Linked DNA regions of Mus musculus: regions 2, 3, 4 and 5 are each linked to region 1. A link is a contact called in public HiChIP or PLAC-seq and promoter capture Hi-C data. All regions are on one chromosome and are shown on one strand. Each heading gives the region's core, a stretch centred on a gene start, on an enhancer-like site or on the middle of the called end of the contact. The rest is flanking DNA. Distances are from core to core; before and after follow the strand shown.

Region 1 (2,930 bases), core at 256-2,755:
TCTGAGCATTAGTAACAGCCACTGTCAGAATTACAAGCATAGCAAATTAAAGACAGTAGCTTCCTCCCAGTAAGAGAAAACAAGGAAGAGTCCGGCTCTAACTATCTGTGCCAAACCCTGCTGTGGTGGCTGGTTAGAGGCCTCCTTCAGCACTGACATTTCCAAGGGTTTTGCAAAAAGGAAATTTTAAGAATGTGCTGAACCCTTCCTTTCCGAATCATTCCCAGATATGTCGGATTTCATTTGGCTGTTTTCTTTTTTTCTTTAGTTTTTTTTTAATCGCAGTAATGATCACAATGAGGTGAAGTGATCTAAAATAAAGATGTCTGGATACTCAAAAAATGGGAGAACTGAAAACTTTCAGACTTCTAAGCTACTCACTCTGTTTTGTGAGAACCTGGATGTTAGGAGGCAATGAGCTGAGAGCTTAAAAAGTTCCGTCTTCAGGGGAAAAGCTTGCCTCATAGACTTCAGCAGGTTCAAGTAGGCAAACCAACGACAAGAAAACAGAGACACCAAGTTCCCAAGGAACAACCAACCAGAGAAATCTTTGTTAACTTTTACACCTACTTACCTCAATACATACACAAAAGGGCAAGGAGACAGAAAAACTATTTCCTACACACTAGACTTTAAACACAGTAAAACAAACTAGAAACCTTGGAAAATGACTCCTGCACTTAATAATGGCTCTAGCTAGTCAGTAGTCTAAATCAATTAGCAGCAATTCCATCTCCCGGGAGCGCGGCAGCAACCTCAATAACAAGACTTGTCTAGAAAGTGTTTTCAAACACATCACCTCATTTTAAGTACCCTGCCCAGTCACCCTCTGGTGAAGCTACAGAGGCAAAAAGCAGCTACTCCCCGGATTCAAGTTGGGCTTCAGTCTTTCCAACTTGGATAGATGATTTACGTGTCCTGGGTTTATCTACTTTCTCTACCCTCCCTACAGACTTCAGAGCATGTCTGAAAGATACAATTTCCCAAGAATCTTGGCACTGAGACTATTTATTGTTGAGATGATGACTATCACTTCAAGCAAAAGGAAAAAAAGGAAACCTCTCGACAGTCATAAACCAGAAAAGAACTAAGAAGGCATGCATGTCCTTCCTTTTCTGCAAACAGCCACAAGGTGCAGGTTCAAGGGAGAACGTGGAAAATCGAAAAGTAGGGCTGTCCGCCCTAAGAGCTGCGTACACAGGAGGACTGCGAGGCCGGAGCTGCCCCAGGCCTGGAGAGCTCGGTGACAGCTGGCGGGGCGGAGGGCTGAGGGCCCGACCGCGCCGTCGAGGGCGCACGCGCGCTGAAGGGAGCCCGCCGAGACCCCCGGGACGCCGAAGCTCTACCACCACAGGCACCTGTCGCCCCCGGCCCGGGACAAGCGCTCACCTCGTCGGTTCATTGGCCGGACCCGTACCGCCACTTTCACTTTGGAGTCTCCCATCGTGCTACCGCCGGGGTTCTCACTGCACCTCCGTCTACCTCGGCCACCGGACAAACTCTCCGAGGCCAACCCGGCGGGCGGGGGCTGTGGGGGAAAAGGGGGCGGGACCGACGAGGGGCGAGGACCGGTGCGTCCCGGGGCATGCTGGGATGTGTAGTTCCCACAAGTCAGGCCGAGGCGCTGGCGGGAAAATTCGCGCGCCGCTCTCTGGAACTTGTAGTCATCTGTCGCCGTTTTACAATTGTGCCGCTGTTCCTGTACCTCCCTCTCCTTTCTTTTCCTTCTCTTTCTTTACTTCTTCCTCTCTCTTCCTTCCTTCCTATCTGTTGCAGGATTTTCCCTGTCCATCCCGCAACACCTAACTTCTCTTTTGTGTGCGTGTGGAGAGTTTTCTGGACATTAAAATTAGCACTTTATGAATGGTAGGCAAGCGCTCTATCCTTGAGTTATATTCCCAGCCTTCCTTTTATTATTTTTTGAGATAATAAAAGTAGAGATAGTTTATTAAGAAAGAGAAAGCCAACTGGCCATGGTGTCACAGGCCTTTAACCCCAGCACTTGGGAAGCAAAAATAGGCTGATCGCTGTTGAGTTTGAGGCCAGTCTGGTCTATAGCATGAGATCCAGTATAGCCAGGAATATAAAGAGAAACCCTGTCTCAAAAAAAGAAAAAAGAAAAAGAAAGAAAGAAAAGGCACTTCTAAGAATAGGAATGGGCTAGTGAGCTGGGAAAATACATACACTGCCTTGTTGGTGCTGGGCCTTTCCCCTTCTGTGTAATGTACTTGTTATTTATTTATTTATTTATTGGATGTGTGTGTGTGTGTACACATGTGGGAGCATGTGTCAAAAGACAACTTTCAAGAGTCAGTTCTCTCCTTCTATCTACCCTGTGGGTCCTAGGGATGGAATTCAGTTATCTGGCTAGCAAGCCAGAACATTTACCCACTGAACCATCTCAATGGCCCTGTTTGGAGTTTTGTTATAGTTTTTCATTGGATGGGTGGGGTTTTTGGGGTTTGTTTTGTTTTGTTTTTTTACTTCTTTTTCTCTTCTTTTTTTATGTTTATGGATGTTTGCCTGAATGTATATCTGTATGCCTGTGCTGAATTCAGAAGAGGGCATCCGATCCCCTGGACCTAGAATTACAGAGAGTTGCGAGCCACCACATAGGGGCAGAGAATAGAGCCCAGTGAGCCAGCTCTCCAGCCCCTGTGCTTTGGGTTTTGATAGAGGTCCACATGAGTTGCTCAAATTAGCTTTTTACTTGCAATCTTCCTGTCTCACCCTCTCAAGTAGCTGGAATAACAGACCTGAGGCCTCTCTCGCCTGCCTCTGTATCTAGCCCTAGCTGGTCTGTAAACTCACTCAGTAGACAGACTGGTCTCCACTTCAGAGATCCATCTGCTTCTGCCTTCTAAGTGCTGGAGCTAAAGGTTTGCACCTCGCCTCACCTCGATTCTGCAGGACTCTTAAACTCTAGCAAT
Region 2 (2,930 bases), core at 283-2,782, 940 kb before region 1:
AGATACACATTCGACATCAAAATCTACCGAGATGTCAAATAGGGAAGAAGCGGAGGTTGAACTATAAATCTGAGAGTAGAAAGATGATATTTAAAGACCATGGAACTCCAGAATCGCTAGAAAGAGACAGGATCAATAAGACCATTATTAGCTTGAAGTGAGACAGAGATATCTATAAGAGACTGAAATAATAATAATGATTGAAAATTCTAGAGTGGGGGGCCCTTATCTAAAAAAATATTTTCAGGGAAGTTAGTTTTGTTGACAAGAGGGTGGTATTAAGATAATTTGGTACACTGAAAAATCTCAAAGTCTTGACCAGGACAGTTTCAGTGTAGTGGTGACAACCAAGTCAGAGCTACCTCAACTCTACTGGGTAATAAGAAACTTGAAACATCACACCTTCCATTCTTTATTAATATCAAGGATTCTTAATCTTTGGTCCATACACAAAGGAGGTCATGGAAGGGTTTCAAGAAAAAGTTATTCCAAGTCCCATCTCCAGATGTTGCAAAATTTTGTACATGGTGTCTCACCTAGTGTTTTCAAGATTGTCATCAAGAAAAATCAGAGACCCAGGAATCCTCTAGGCTGCAAAGCCTGAAAGATCAAACTGATACTTGCTTCTTGTTTGCTGTCTTTTAGGGAAATCAGAACTTAGCGTTATCACACTGAAGGTTTAATGTTCATGGTATGTGGGATTTCTATCCCATCTCTATGTGTGGTGTATCTGAGCTCCCAAGTCCCCACACAAGGGCTACTCACTTCCAAGATTCTTGAAATAGGCACTTAGACAAGCAACTAAGTGCAAGATAAAGGTCTGGTATCTGTCTTCATTTTGTGCCTGTCTCCTTTATTTTGGCTGAAGGTACAAAGATTAATCGTCCTAAACCTACAAGTCACCTTGAGTCCAGAGAAAACAAAGTCTCAAAGGCTAGACTCCTGCCTATATAAGGACTATTATTCGTCAGGGCTGCACCTTGGAGCACTGAATGATCTCACCTTGTAGGAGCTAAATGGATCTCCGGAAGGGATGCAGCGATAAAGACTTTGACCACCTTGAAAACCAGAACTGAGATAATGATCAACCAGACCACATCTTAACCCAGGACTGTTTAAACATACCTCTTGTCTCCTGCCCTCAATTCTTCCATAACTTAAAAAAAAAAAAAAAAAAAAAAAAAAAAAAGGTATGTCAACACCCCGGGTGTCAGTGGGAGGGCGAATCTGGTCTCCTTTATGTCAACATTGTTGGCTATACTAGCGACAAGTGGCCCAGCCCCTCTTGCAGAAGTTGTCAAAGGCCAGGCTTTTGCTTAAGGAACTCTGGTTACAATTCACTTTCGTCCCAGCTTCTTGGAGAAGCGTCTAAACTGTACTATCGTTACTTCCCAGATCCACCTTTCTGGTCCCCAGGAATTCTCCAATGCCCCACTAAATCACTGTGCACATCCCCTCCCAGTCTCAGAGAGCTGGGAGCTGCCACCTAGACAGGGCGGGGCTCCGCGCTCCGCCTTCTGGGAAGAGCTTTATGGTACAGTCGCTGTGTTTTCACGACAGTCCCGGGCGGCTTTACGGCTGCTAAGTTTCTCCGCCTTCTAAACCGCGGTAACGTGGTGGCATATTGCTACGCCAGCGCAGAGATGAGGCAAAAGAGGAAAGGTGCAAAATACGTGGGACAAGGGCGCAAGGGAGGAAGTGGATTCTCTGAGATCACAGGTTGAAGCTCAATTTTCCATGGGAATTACTGCTTGGTCTGGGCCCGCGGGACCCCGGTTGGCGGGCCTCCCTTCCTATCTGTCCTTTGTAAAACAGCCCCCTTCTCTCTTCCCCTTTGGAAGAGACTACTTGTTGTTTTTTGTGTAGATGGGTAAACGGTACTGCTATTCCAAGATAACTTTCAGAGGAGATAGGTGTTGAGTTGCAGGTTAATTTGCGGTAATTTACTGGACGTGTTTATTTAAGGTGTTTTTGTTTTTTGTTTTTGTTTTTTAAATCTTAAAGTAGGAAAGGCCTCCTTAAGGTAGAGATTGTGCAGTTTGTGCAATAGCTTTACGTGACTTACTTGCATTTATTTTACCTCCGGAGTAGTCTGGAGTAACTGTGCAGTTTTTGGTTTTTTTTTCAACAGGATGAAGTCATTTTTTTTTAAATCTTTTTTTTTTTTTTGCAATAGATTCCATTCTTAACTCTGTACTGCCCTTGAAGAGTTGGTCTGATAATATTACTGTTGGATGTCACAATAATAGCTGGGTATTGAGCCTTTCCCAGTCATTTTGAAGACGTGTTGTCATTTCATGCTCGAAAAAGCTGAGGTTTGGTTAACTTTTCCAGTCAAAGTTTATACTTAGTGTGAGGAGCTGCCTGTGACATCGGAAGCATCAAATGAAAAGTCAGTGCGGTATTGGTCACCGCTCTTGGCACTAACTGGAACTGCCCTTCTAGACATGTTCTATATACTTGTCACATCAAACACAACATGCACTAGATCCGTTTGATCTTACTTTACTGTAACGTGTTTATTCCTAGGCTGGCAATCAGCAAGCCCCAGCCAGCCCGTCTCCCTTGCCCACTCCTCCATGGTCCCCACGTTACGGGCATGAATGTGGCCTAGCTTCGAACATGGGAGCAGGGATTCAAACTGAAGTTTTCATGTGTGTAGATCTGGCTTTTGTTTATCATCTACATTGATTGTATCTTTCTTTTTTTAGCTTTCTGACATATTTGTTATATTGGTAATCTCTCTTTTAAAAAAACTACTTTTTTTTTCTTAAGTTACAGAGTTGAGAATGTATAATTTTTTTCTGTTACGTTTAATGCCTTTGCCTAGTGGCCAGTGTACTGTCTACTTACTGAACCCTGCTCAGGCAACCTGTGGTCAAGTTAGATAGATCTCCTTTCACCAGAATAGGTAGTTCTTATGCCTAGCC
Region 3 (2,930 bases), core at 262-2,761, 790 kb after region 1:
GGGAGGGCACCACAAAGCAAACTGAGTTGTGGATTCAAATTTGCAGTGCTATACCTGGGGAGGGAAAGCTGATCCAAAAACTTGTTCCATAGATACCAGCTCAACAACCTGGTATATAATATACTCAGCACAACACTGTCTTGCTCATGAGCACAGCAAAGACAGCCATATTAACCAGTGCTCTGCATGTGTGTGTCAGACCCATGTGTGGAGAATGCCTGCCAAGGGTTGCTGACCAAGGTTTGTAAGGAGCCCGCCTCTCCCCTAAGAAAGGCATCCCTGTCACATACTGACCCAAGATGCACTGCCCTGCTGCATAAAGAACTGGCTGTCAGGTCACTTGTTCATCCTGTATACCACTGACATTCCAAACTAGATTCATCCAGTTACCTCACTAAAATCTTTAAAGCCTGGGTGAGGCAGAGACTAGTTCATTTTCATGGAAGTAGAGACCAGGTGAACTGCCAGGAAGAGGGATCTACCTAGAAAGAGCAGTTTCCAGTCTATAACCTATTGAGCTGCCTTCAGGAAAAGCAGTGTGCTCCACTAAAACATGCTTTGTTCTAAAACGCCACAGTGACTTTTTTTGTTTGTTTGTTTTGTTTTTTCGAGACAGGGTTTCTCTGTGTAGCCCTGGCTATCCTGGAACTCACTCTGTAGACCAGACTGGCCTCGAACTCAGAAATTCGCCTGCCTCTGCCTCCCGAGGGCTGGGGTTAAAGGAGTTCGCCACCACTGCCCGATAGACACGATGGCATCTTTTAAAAAAGAAAATAATATGTTTATGTTCTTTGATAGCTACACAACTTCCAGGAAAAGTTAAAAGCCAGTTCTTTGTGAGCATCACACGACTGCCAACTGGTGGCAAGAATCCATAGCTACACGTAGTCTCATTCAGGAACAAAGTAGCTTCTGGGGAGGGAATTAGTGGACTTCAGAGGCTAACCACAGCTACTATCTCTCAGTCTCGATTAAAACCATTCATCAGCCTGCACTCCGGTCAAGAACTTATCACTGCCTGACACTTGTAATCCTTCTGCTTTTTTCCTCTGGGTCCAATACATTTTGGACAGTTGGAATTCAGGGCCTGAAGCGATGCTATGGGACCTATCTTTGTGAAACCCCAGGACACTTGGTTCGAGCCTGGAAAAGTGAAAGAATCTCCAGGAACAACAGTCTGAGACTCGGTGTCCTGAATGTCGGAATGCACGCGTGCGCGCACGACCCGAGCCTTTAGTACCAGGAACTGAGTCTGCGGGACGTTGCTGTTCTCTGTCCCTCGCGGGCCCGGCAGTCACTGCTGTCCCCACTCGGGCCTGAACACCCGCGCCCCCGTCATCCCATCACCCGGTCGTCCAGCTCGGCAGACACTCACGCTCTGCTAGCATCGACATTGTCTCAAGTTTGTCGAACGCTGCCTCTGGCCTGACGCCCAGCGGTTATGAGGAACCTGAAGCGCGGTTAAGGAAGAAGCCGGCTCGGAAAGCACGCCGGGTGGAGAGCTTCGCTGGGGCGCGTACTACTGACGTCACCACGCGCGACTCGCTACCAACTGCATGAAGCGGAGGGGCGGACCCGCCTTGGGGGACTGAGGCACAGATTCTTTCTAGGGCTGGGGCAGAGCTGGTTCGTGCGCAGTTCGCAGTTTAACTCTGAAAGCGGGTGTGCAAGCAACCTTAGAGTTGTCCGGGGTTCTGTGAACCATGGGTACATTTAAAGAGCTGGAGAGACGGCCGAAGAGGAAGGTATTGGCACTGGAAGGGACCTATGCTCTTCACACTCTACCTCTGCCCATTGTGGGATGCTGAGAGAGGAGGGAGGGAGGGAGAGAAGGCAGAAACAGCCACCTAGCTGGCAAAGTCAAATGAAACACCGTGGTTTTGTGCTTAACGGCCGGCCGAGAAATGTTAACTCTTTCGTGGTCTTCGCTGTGACAGACTTAAATCCCAGAGGCCTTTCCCAGTTCCATCGCTCTCCCTGGCATTTTTGCTCAATGCGTCCTGTCACATTCTGTTCCCTCTTTTTGCTGTCCTGTCTCCTCCAAAGGTGTGACCTCAGCTATCTCCCACGCTGTTTATTTGCCCTTTTTTCCTCTAGCCTCTCCCTTCAACGTCCCTTTCTTTGTCAAGGCTTCGACTTCCAAATAGACCTTAGCTTTTCTCAAATCTTCTTTGTTTAGCCATGCCTTCAGCACCGGCCAGTGCCCTTACCTTCCAAAGGCTCTTCTTCCCTCGTTTTGTCTTTCCTTAGGAAGGTCACATCCATTTTTCATCAGACCTAACAAGATACCATGTAGACCCCCGATGCACTCAGGGCAACTCTTCTATGATGCAGTGTGCTGGTGAAATAGGGCTGTGCTGGAGGACCTGAGAATCAGGCATGACTGTCACGTTTACCTACCTGTAAGATGAGGACATTGATAGCCCCCAGCCAAGAATGATTGTGTACTTGACCACCAATTATTAACAAGAAAGAAGAGGCAGTAAATGTGACCGTGTGGCAATGGGGCTGGGTCTGACCAAATCACCTACTTAGGATATCTGGGCTTTGCCCCAAATCCTTTCCCTTTCCCTGGGCCAGGGTTCCTGTTCTAGATAACCAAGCCCAAGCCCAGGTAAACGGTGAGCTTTAAAGAAGGAGGGCACACAGGAGCATTTCCTCACATTCAGTGAGGACACCAGCTTTGATGTATGACCCCTCACTCCTCTCTAAAAGATCTTTACAGGACAAGGCAGATTCACCAAAGAGTAGAATTCCTGGTGAGTGTCCCTGGATCACAGCATCAGCTACCTTTGAAAGTCTTTGTCCTTTGTTTGTTTGAAAACATCTTTGGGGAGCATCGTAAACTTCTATTGTCCATTAACCCCAGTTTAAGAAGAATTGGAGGAGCAAGTGTGGAGAGGACAGAAAGGAAAGTATGCAATCCACGC
Region 4 (2,930 bases), core at 165-2,664, 720 kb before region 1:
GGAAGTTGAGGCAAGAGGATTCCAAGTTCAAGGCCCGACTAAGCTACACAGTAAGTTCAAGGCAAGCCTGGGGACTTAGTGAGACTCAGTTTCAAAGTTTTTAAAAGATGAAAAGGAGGGGGGGGAGCCAGCATTGAAATAGCATGCACCAAAGCTCTGGGTTCAACCCCTAGCTCTGAACACACACACACACACACACACACACACACACACACACACACACACACAGAGGAAAAGAACGGGCAAAAAGCAGGTAATACATGTATAGGTGCAATCCCTATAGTCCTGAGGAGGCTGAAGCAGGGGAGAACAGCCTAGACAACACAGTAAGAAGATCCTGTTTCAACCAGCAGAAAGTAAATACATACATAACAGAGAGGGAATGTTATGGTTAAACCTGACTGAAACTGGGCTCAAACTCCTCCCCGGAGGAGACAGGGAGATAAAGGAGTGCTGACTTGGCACTCTCCCCAGAGCCAGGCAGGTCTCAGGGGAGGGGACTAGGAGCAGAGTCTCCCCGGGGAGACAGGCCCCAGACAGCTGGCAGCTCTGTGGCTTTTCCCGGCAAGCTTCGGAGCCTGGTGCTGGAGCTCAAAGGGCAAACACTCAGGTGGTTCCCTGTCTACTCTCAATTTAACAGACAATTTGGGGGCTGCTGTTCTTTCCTACCCCAGTAACCCAATAAAACATGGAGGATGGCTCAGGGGAAAAGGTGCCTGTCACCAAGCCCAGGGACCTGAACCACATCCCTGGGTCTCACATGGTAGAAGACTAGAACCACCTCCTGCAGACTAGGCTGTGTTCTGGCCGAACTCCACACGCACATGCGAGGTACAGGCACAGGCACACAGTAAGTGAATGAAAGATCATTTTTAATTTGGAGGGACAGTTGTACCCCTTTTTGCCGTGGAGAAAGCAGGGTCCCTTAAGAAAGCCACTCATTTGCCCAAGATCACCTTAGGAACCCGGTGGGGGAACATTTACAGTCTTGGTGGCTCCTCCTGGGTTTGGTTCTCCCTTCTCCAGGAATTGAGGGGTAGGAAGGGTGACCCAGGAAAGAAGGGGCCTCTGGCGAAAGGAGAGCAGGTGACATTTTCCTCCTTGAAGAGAAGCAGAGCATAGGATATAATTCTTTTTTCTTTCTTCTTTTTCCAAAGAAGTGCTTAGAGCAAGTGCCCTTTAGAACGTGGTCACCATTTGAACGGATTAACCTCAGACCCTGGTGATGCCAAATGAACAGAATGGCTGCTGACGGTGAGCCCACTTGGAAGAGGAGGCTGCAGGGTTCAGACGTCACTCCCTGACATTACCACATTCCCTGACAAGGCCAAATAAACAAGCAGAGGGCTTGGCGGAAGAGGCAAAGTACCTGGCGACGCTCCTGGCTGAAATCAATAGGTCACCCGGCAGCCCTGCACCTTCCCTGTGGCGGAGAACCAGGCTCCGGGTGCCAGCAAATGTGCCGGCGATTCAGGCACCAGGCTGGAGTGTGAGACTTACAACTAACAATGACAAACAGTGTGCGCACATGCAAGGAATACTGTGCCTGCACAGACACTCAACAGGGAGGGTGGAGATCAAGGCACTAACTAAGTACCCCTCAGGAATCAGTGTCCACTCCAGAAGCCACCAGCAACCACCACCTTCAAGTCCGAAGCTCCGCACCTCACCTGTGAGGGTGAGACTGCATCTGCCTCACTGAGCCAATGCCTGCACACTGCGCCAAATCCAGAAGGACCATGTTCCTCTCATGGCCGTGAGGCCCGTGCTAAATAACATAGCAAGTGACTCTGAGCTCTGCACAGCCACTGTCCACCAACAGCCATCTAGGAACTGGCATTGCACCGGGGTACCCGACCAGAACCTGAAATACAACTACTTACTCTCAAGGGAATCCAGAAGCCTACCATGGGTGAGCCACTAATTAACTGGAATCCCAACCAAGCTGACTTCAGCAAGCTAGGGGAAAAGAAATCCAACCTCTTGCTCTTAGAGGCCTCCTGGCCAGCAAACCCCCTGGGGTCAGTCCTCAGTGCATACTCAATGCAAGCCTAGACATTTAGGGAGTCCAGAGAGAGGGAATGTCTGTCTCCCACATGACCAGGCGCCTGTCACCTCTCTTCAGCCACGGTCTGCTCCCCTGCTCACTCCCCTGTGCCTACATCTGTCTTGGGGCCCTGCCCAGGGTGTTCAAGGCTGACTGCCAAACTTCCCCGGGGTGTGGCCTGGCCAGCCTCGTGGAGCAGATCCGGCCCACACTGGCGCTAGGACGCACTTGAGCACTGACTCACCAGAAACCTGGGGCCAGCAGTACCACTGAGCAAAGCCCCAGACCCTAGCCATCTGCTGACACGGCTGTGTCAGGGCCTAGGTCCTGAAGACAATGCTAAGTGGAGGAAGAAGACAAGGATGGTTCCAACCCTGCCCAGAGTAGAGGCACAGGCGCGCGCACACACACACACCTATGACCTAAGAGCACAGGTGCTCATGGCTACTTCATTAGAACGGTTGGTTACAACATCAACAGACAAGCACGGAATAGGAAACTTGACACACAAACCACAGTCTTTCAGAGGCTATGTTCAGGACCAGTCCAATAGCTTTGCTGATTCAGCTACCCAAGCTCCAGTAACTCGATGTGCAGTTCGAAATTTGTACTTCATTTAATCCTCCTAGATAATTCACAAGATATGTGCCCTGGCCATCCCCATTTCCCAGATAAGCAAACTGAGCCCCAGTGAGTTTGAGCAATTTTCCAGAACCACAGACACAGAAATGACAGCTCTCAGCTGGGAGTTCAGATGATCTGATTCCAAGAGGCCTGAACTCTCAGGACAGCCAAGATGGTCACTCACAAATGAGCAGAGGCCAGGCTGCCTAGGCGGGATGACTCCTGAGGTTTCTTGTTAAAGATCTTAACTCACAGCGAG
Region 5 (2,930 bases), core at 201-2,700, 510 kb after region 1:
GGTTTGTAGTTCTGGAAGCAGCGTAGGCAAGGCCGTGAGCATGGGTATTTAGCATGAGGAACACATGAAGACTTGGTGGCCAGGGGAAGCATGACAGATGGTGGTGTACAAAAACCCATTTGGAAAGATTTCTCACTGCAAATTGTTACAGGATTAAAGTTTTTTATTTTATGTTGATGAACTGAACTTCATTTATCTAAAAAGAAAAGTCCAGATACTTTGAAAGATTAAACCCCATCAGGGTGGACCATATAAGAAAGGGCCCAACCTATTACTTCAGTGCCACACACATGGGGACACTCTTTCCAACAGAGCCAGGAACATACCCAGTTGCCATTCCCCCCTCCCTCCACAGAGATGCCTGGGGTATTCACTACAGGAGGTCTTAGGCTCTCTCCTGGATTGTTCTGGCATTTCTCTTTCACCACAGGGAACCCTGCTGTCTCTTCTGTCCATGAGAGAGACAACAGGTGGAATCTATGTCCAGGGAGGCAGGAAGTTTCGGTGATTGCCCTGCCTATGTGGAAGTGAGGAGTGGGATTCTCTCACCGCCTCTCTCCACACCAGGTCCACGGTTGGCATTCCTGTGGGCCGGCAGCGTGCCCGGCTCCAGGCCACCACAAAGCACCCACACACACACTCCGATCTGCCGTCAGCAGCTGTTTCTGACAGGTGTCCCACTCTCTGCTGCAGATGGTGACCGAAATGGGCCCGTTGGCAGGCAGCACACGGTGCCACCCCCCTGCACATGATGATGCGGTCCCTGACATACTGATCAACCCTCACTCTATTCTGAGGCACCTTGCCTCTGGCTGCAGGTGAAGCCAGCATCCTCTTAGAACCCCCCCCCACAAGGTTCTAGGGGCCCCCACCTCAGCCTGGGACCCTTCAGCATTTGACAGTCTGTGAATCTAGAGGCTCCTTGTTCCAGACAGGCCCAGCTCACTATCCATCATGGTAGCAGGACTGTGTATGTCTTTGCTGGTTCATTTGGTGCAGTGCAGGATGGGATTTTCATAGCTCCCTAGGTATGACTTTGGCCTTGGCCCAGTGAGGCTACAAAGGTTAAGCTGCAGTGGCCCCAGGCCTCCAGATGCAGGGCCTGGGCCACTCCTGGCTCCTTCCATCTGTTATCCTGAGTGGAGTCCTGTGTACGGAAGACACACAAGACTTCCGGGAGCTGTTCCCCTAGAGAGGTGAGTGGGAGTCTGGTCTCTTGGTAAAATAACAAGATAGGGCCACATCCACAGCTGAGATAGGGATCCAGGAGGAGAAGGGGTCAGAAGGGAAAGTGGCTGCCCTTCTGATGTCCCCTTTCCTGCTGCCTGCCTGCACCTTAAACAGAGAGTTGTGGGCATTGCTAGGGCTCAGCTTTTCTGCCCACATCCCTGCAGGGGCCCCGCCTGCCCCATGTTTGGGCTGTTCATTCCAAACACTGAGCTAGCCAAGGCCGCCAGATGAGAGTGACATCTGGCTGAGACCACGGCCAAGTCTCTGCTGCTCTGTCCCTGGCAGGCAAGAGCTATGTTCCCAGTGCCAGGTTCTCAAAGAGGGAGACAGAGGGATGGGGGCAGAATAAAGCTCTGTGCTCCTTACCCAGCCATTTTCCTTCTTCCCTTCGTGATACTTAGTTGGAATCTGGATAGTCAAGGAGTAAAGGGCATCCTCCGGAGTGCTGGGGATCGTGGGAGTGGTGGAAAGAATCAGAGGTCAACACCAAGTGTGTGCACATGTGCATGCACACATACTGTGGACCACAAAGTACAAAGGATGGTGGGGAGTCAATCAGGTACCCGGAGTGACCTGAATGGGATCTGAATGACACAGCAGAAGCCTGCACTGTCTCCTGTTTTCCCAACACAAGGTCGGACTCTCCTTCCACCCTTCCGCGTAACTCTCTGTGGAGTGACAGCCTGGTGCCTGTCAGCCAGGCTGGAGCTAGAAAAGGAGTCATCCCATGTCCAGGAGGAGAGGCAAGATAGTGTTTCCATCTAGAGGCACTGGCAGAAAGTCTAATACTGATGGCCCAGTCTGGTCTCCTTTGGTCCATGGCCGCTTGTCAGCTGTGTGACCTCGGGCAAGCAACTGGACCTCTCTAAGTTTCTGTTATCCATCCGGAAAATAAAAGTAAGGCCCACTTGCTGTATTTTGTGAGCTTAAGAAACACCTCAAAGGAGAATATTGTCATTTTAGAAGTGAGCCAAGTCAAGTGTGGAAAGGTTGAAGGACTCGGTTGGCCAAAGTCGTGAAAGTAGATAAGGTATCGGGGAAAAGGGTTATGGGGTTCCCAGAGAAGCAGCTTTCAGCTCTCTGAGGGTTGGGGCAGCATGGCTCAAGACTTGTGGGTGTCTTCTGTCCTCAGCACTATCAGCCCTGTACCTCTCACACCCCTCTGTCACTTCAGAACACCCTCAAGCATAAACAGCAGTGTTGTCCCCCATTTGTCTGCTTCTGATTTTTGACTTCTGCAAGGTATGTAGGAATTTTCTTCTCTCTGTAAAATCCGTGGTTCAGGCTACTTCTCTGCCACGCTAGTGCACCATGAGGTTCACGGACTGGAGAAACTTCTGGGACTTCTCTCAGGGCTGGGAGAGTTTATGAGTTGTGTGTGTGTGTGCTCTTGAACAGAGGACAAAAAAAGAGAGCCACATTTCACAGAGCAGAGAATAATGACAAACCCTGAACCTTCACAGTTAAGCTTCCTCAGTCCCCTGTGTCCATGGTCGGTGTTGGGGGACCCATTTTAAAGCAGTAACATGAACAAGCAAGACTGGCTTAAGGGCGACAGATAGACAAAGGCAGGTAGTGGCTAGAGCTTGGAGGTGTTGGTGGGACTATGGTAAGGCTTGCATGGGACCATAATCACAATGCAAGCAGGGCAGTGCACAGCACAGAGTCAGGCCAGTGCAGAACAGCACCCCAACCCCAGC

What was found. Promoter capture Hi-C pulls out the DNA fragments that hold promoters and counts their contacts. HiChIP or PLAC-seq counts read pairs in DNA pulled down with a chosen protein or histone mark.
Region 2: a FOXA1 HiChIP or PLAC-seq map of pancreatic cancer cells shows a contact between it and region 1. The contact joins the promoter of Elp3 here to the promoter of Kif13b in region 1. A contact is called at or near these places in 2 of 39 promoter capture datasets (3T3-L1-derived adipocytes and liver) and 2 of 115 datasets of contacts at active chromatin or transcription factors (embryonic stem cells and pancreatic cancer cells).
Region 3: an H3K27ac HiChIP or PLAC-seq map of extraembryonic endoderm stem cells shows a contact between it and region 1, with 4 times the contacts expected there. The contact joins the promoter of Pinx1 here to the promoter of Kif13b in region 1. A contact is called at or near these places in 1 of 39 promoter capture datasets (pre-B cells), 1 of 484 Hi-C or Micro-C datasets (CD4 T cells), 1 of 115 datasets of contacts at active chromatin or transcription factors (extraembryonic endoderm stem cells) and 1 of 9 other capture datasets (liver).
Region 4: a promoter capture Hi-C map of liver shows a contact between it and region 1, with 2.0 times the contacts expected there. The contact joins the enhancer-like site here to the promoter of Kif13b in region 1. A contact is called at or near these places in 5 of 39 promoter capture datasets (the C10 cell line, hematopoietic stem and progenitor cells, liver and 1 more) and 1 of 9 other capture datasets (adipose tissue).
Region 5: a contact with region 1 is called in a promoter capture Hi-C map of hippocampal neurons, with 2.4 times the contacts expected there. The contact joins the enhancer-like site here to the promoter of Kif13b in region 1. A contact is called at or near these places in 3 of 39 promoter capture datasets (3T3-L1-derived adipocytes, hippocampal neurons and liver), 3 of 115 datasets of contacts at active chromatin or transcription factors (bone marrow-derived macrophages, differentiating embryonic stem cells and extraembryonic endoderm stem cells) and 1 of 9 other capture datasets (liver).

What each region holds. Positions count from the first base shown.
Region 1 is chr14:64,651,116-64,654,045 of GRCm38.p6, reverse strand. Kif13b (kinesin family member 13B) reads right to left here and starts at 1,505. Exons shown (of 40, transcript NM_001081177.2): 1 at 1,390-1,505. The coding sequence starts at 1,444.
Region 2 is chr14:65,591,714-65,594,643 of GRCm38.p6, reverse strand. Elp3 (elongator acetyltransferase complex subunit 3) reads left to right here and starts at 1,532. Exons shown (of 15, transcript NM_001253812.1): 1 at 1,532-1,719. The coding sequence starts at 1,644. It also overlaps a transcript of Nuggc not described here.
Region 3 is chr14:63,858,893-63,861,822 of GRCm38.p6, reverse strand. Pinx1 (PIN2/TERF1 interacting, telomerase inhibitor 1) reads right to left here and starts at 1,511. Exons shown (of 7, transcript NM_028228.3): 1 at 1,376-1,511. The coding sequence starts at 1,394.
Region 4 is chr14:65,374,290-65,377,219 of GRCm38.p6, reverse strand. The region is part of intron 1 of Zfp395 (zinc finger protein 395); the gene reads right to left. Among named protein-coding and RNA genes, the nearest start is that of Zfp395, 17 kb to the right of the region's middle. Within about 2 kb of position 1,414, at least 298 of the 459 cell types and tissues checked have an H3K27ac peak or open chromatin away from gene starts, as enhancers often do. A contact at or near this core is called in adipose tissue, hematopoietic stem and progenitor cells, liver and 1 more, where this site is marked.
Region 5 is chr14:64,138,056-64,140,985 of GRCm38.p6, reverse strand. All of the region lies in intron 5 of Msra (methionine sulfoxide reductase A), which reads left to right. Among named protein-coding and RNA genes, the nearest start is that of 9630015K15Rik, 23 kb to the right of the region's middle. Within about 2 kb of position 1,450, at least 55 of the 459 cell types and tissues checked have an H3K27ac peak or open chromatin away from gene starts, as enhancers often do. A contact at or near this core is called in hippocampal neurons and liver, where this site is marked.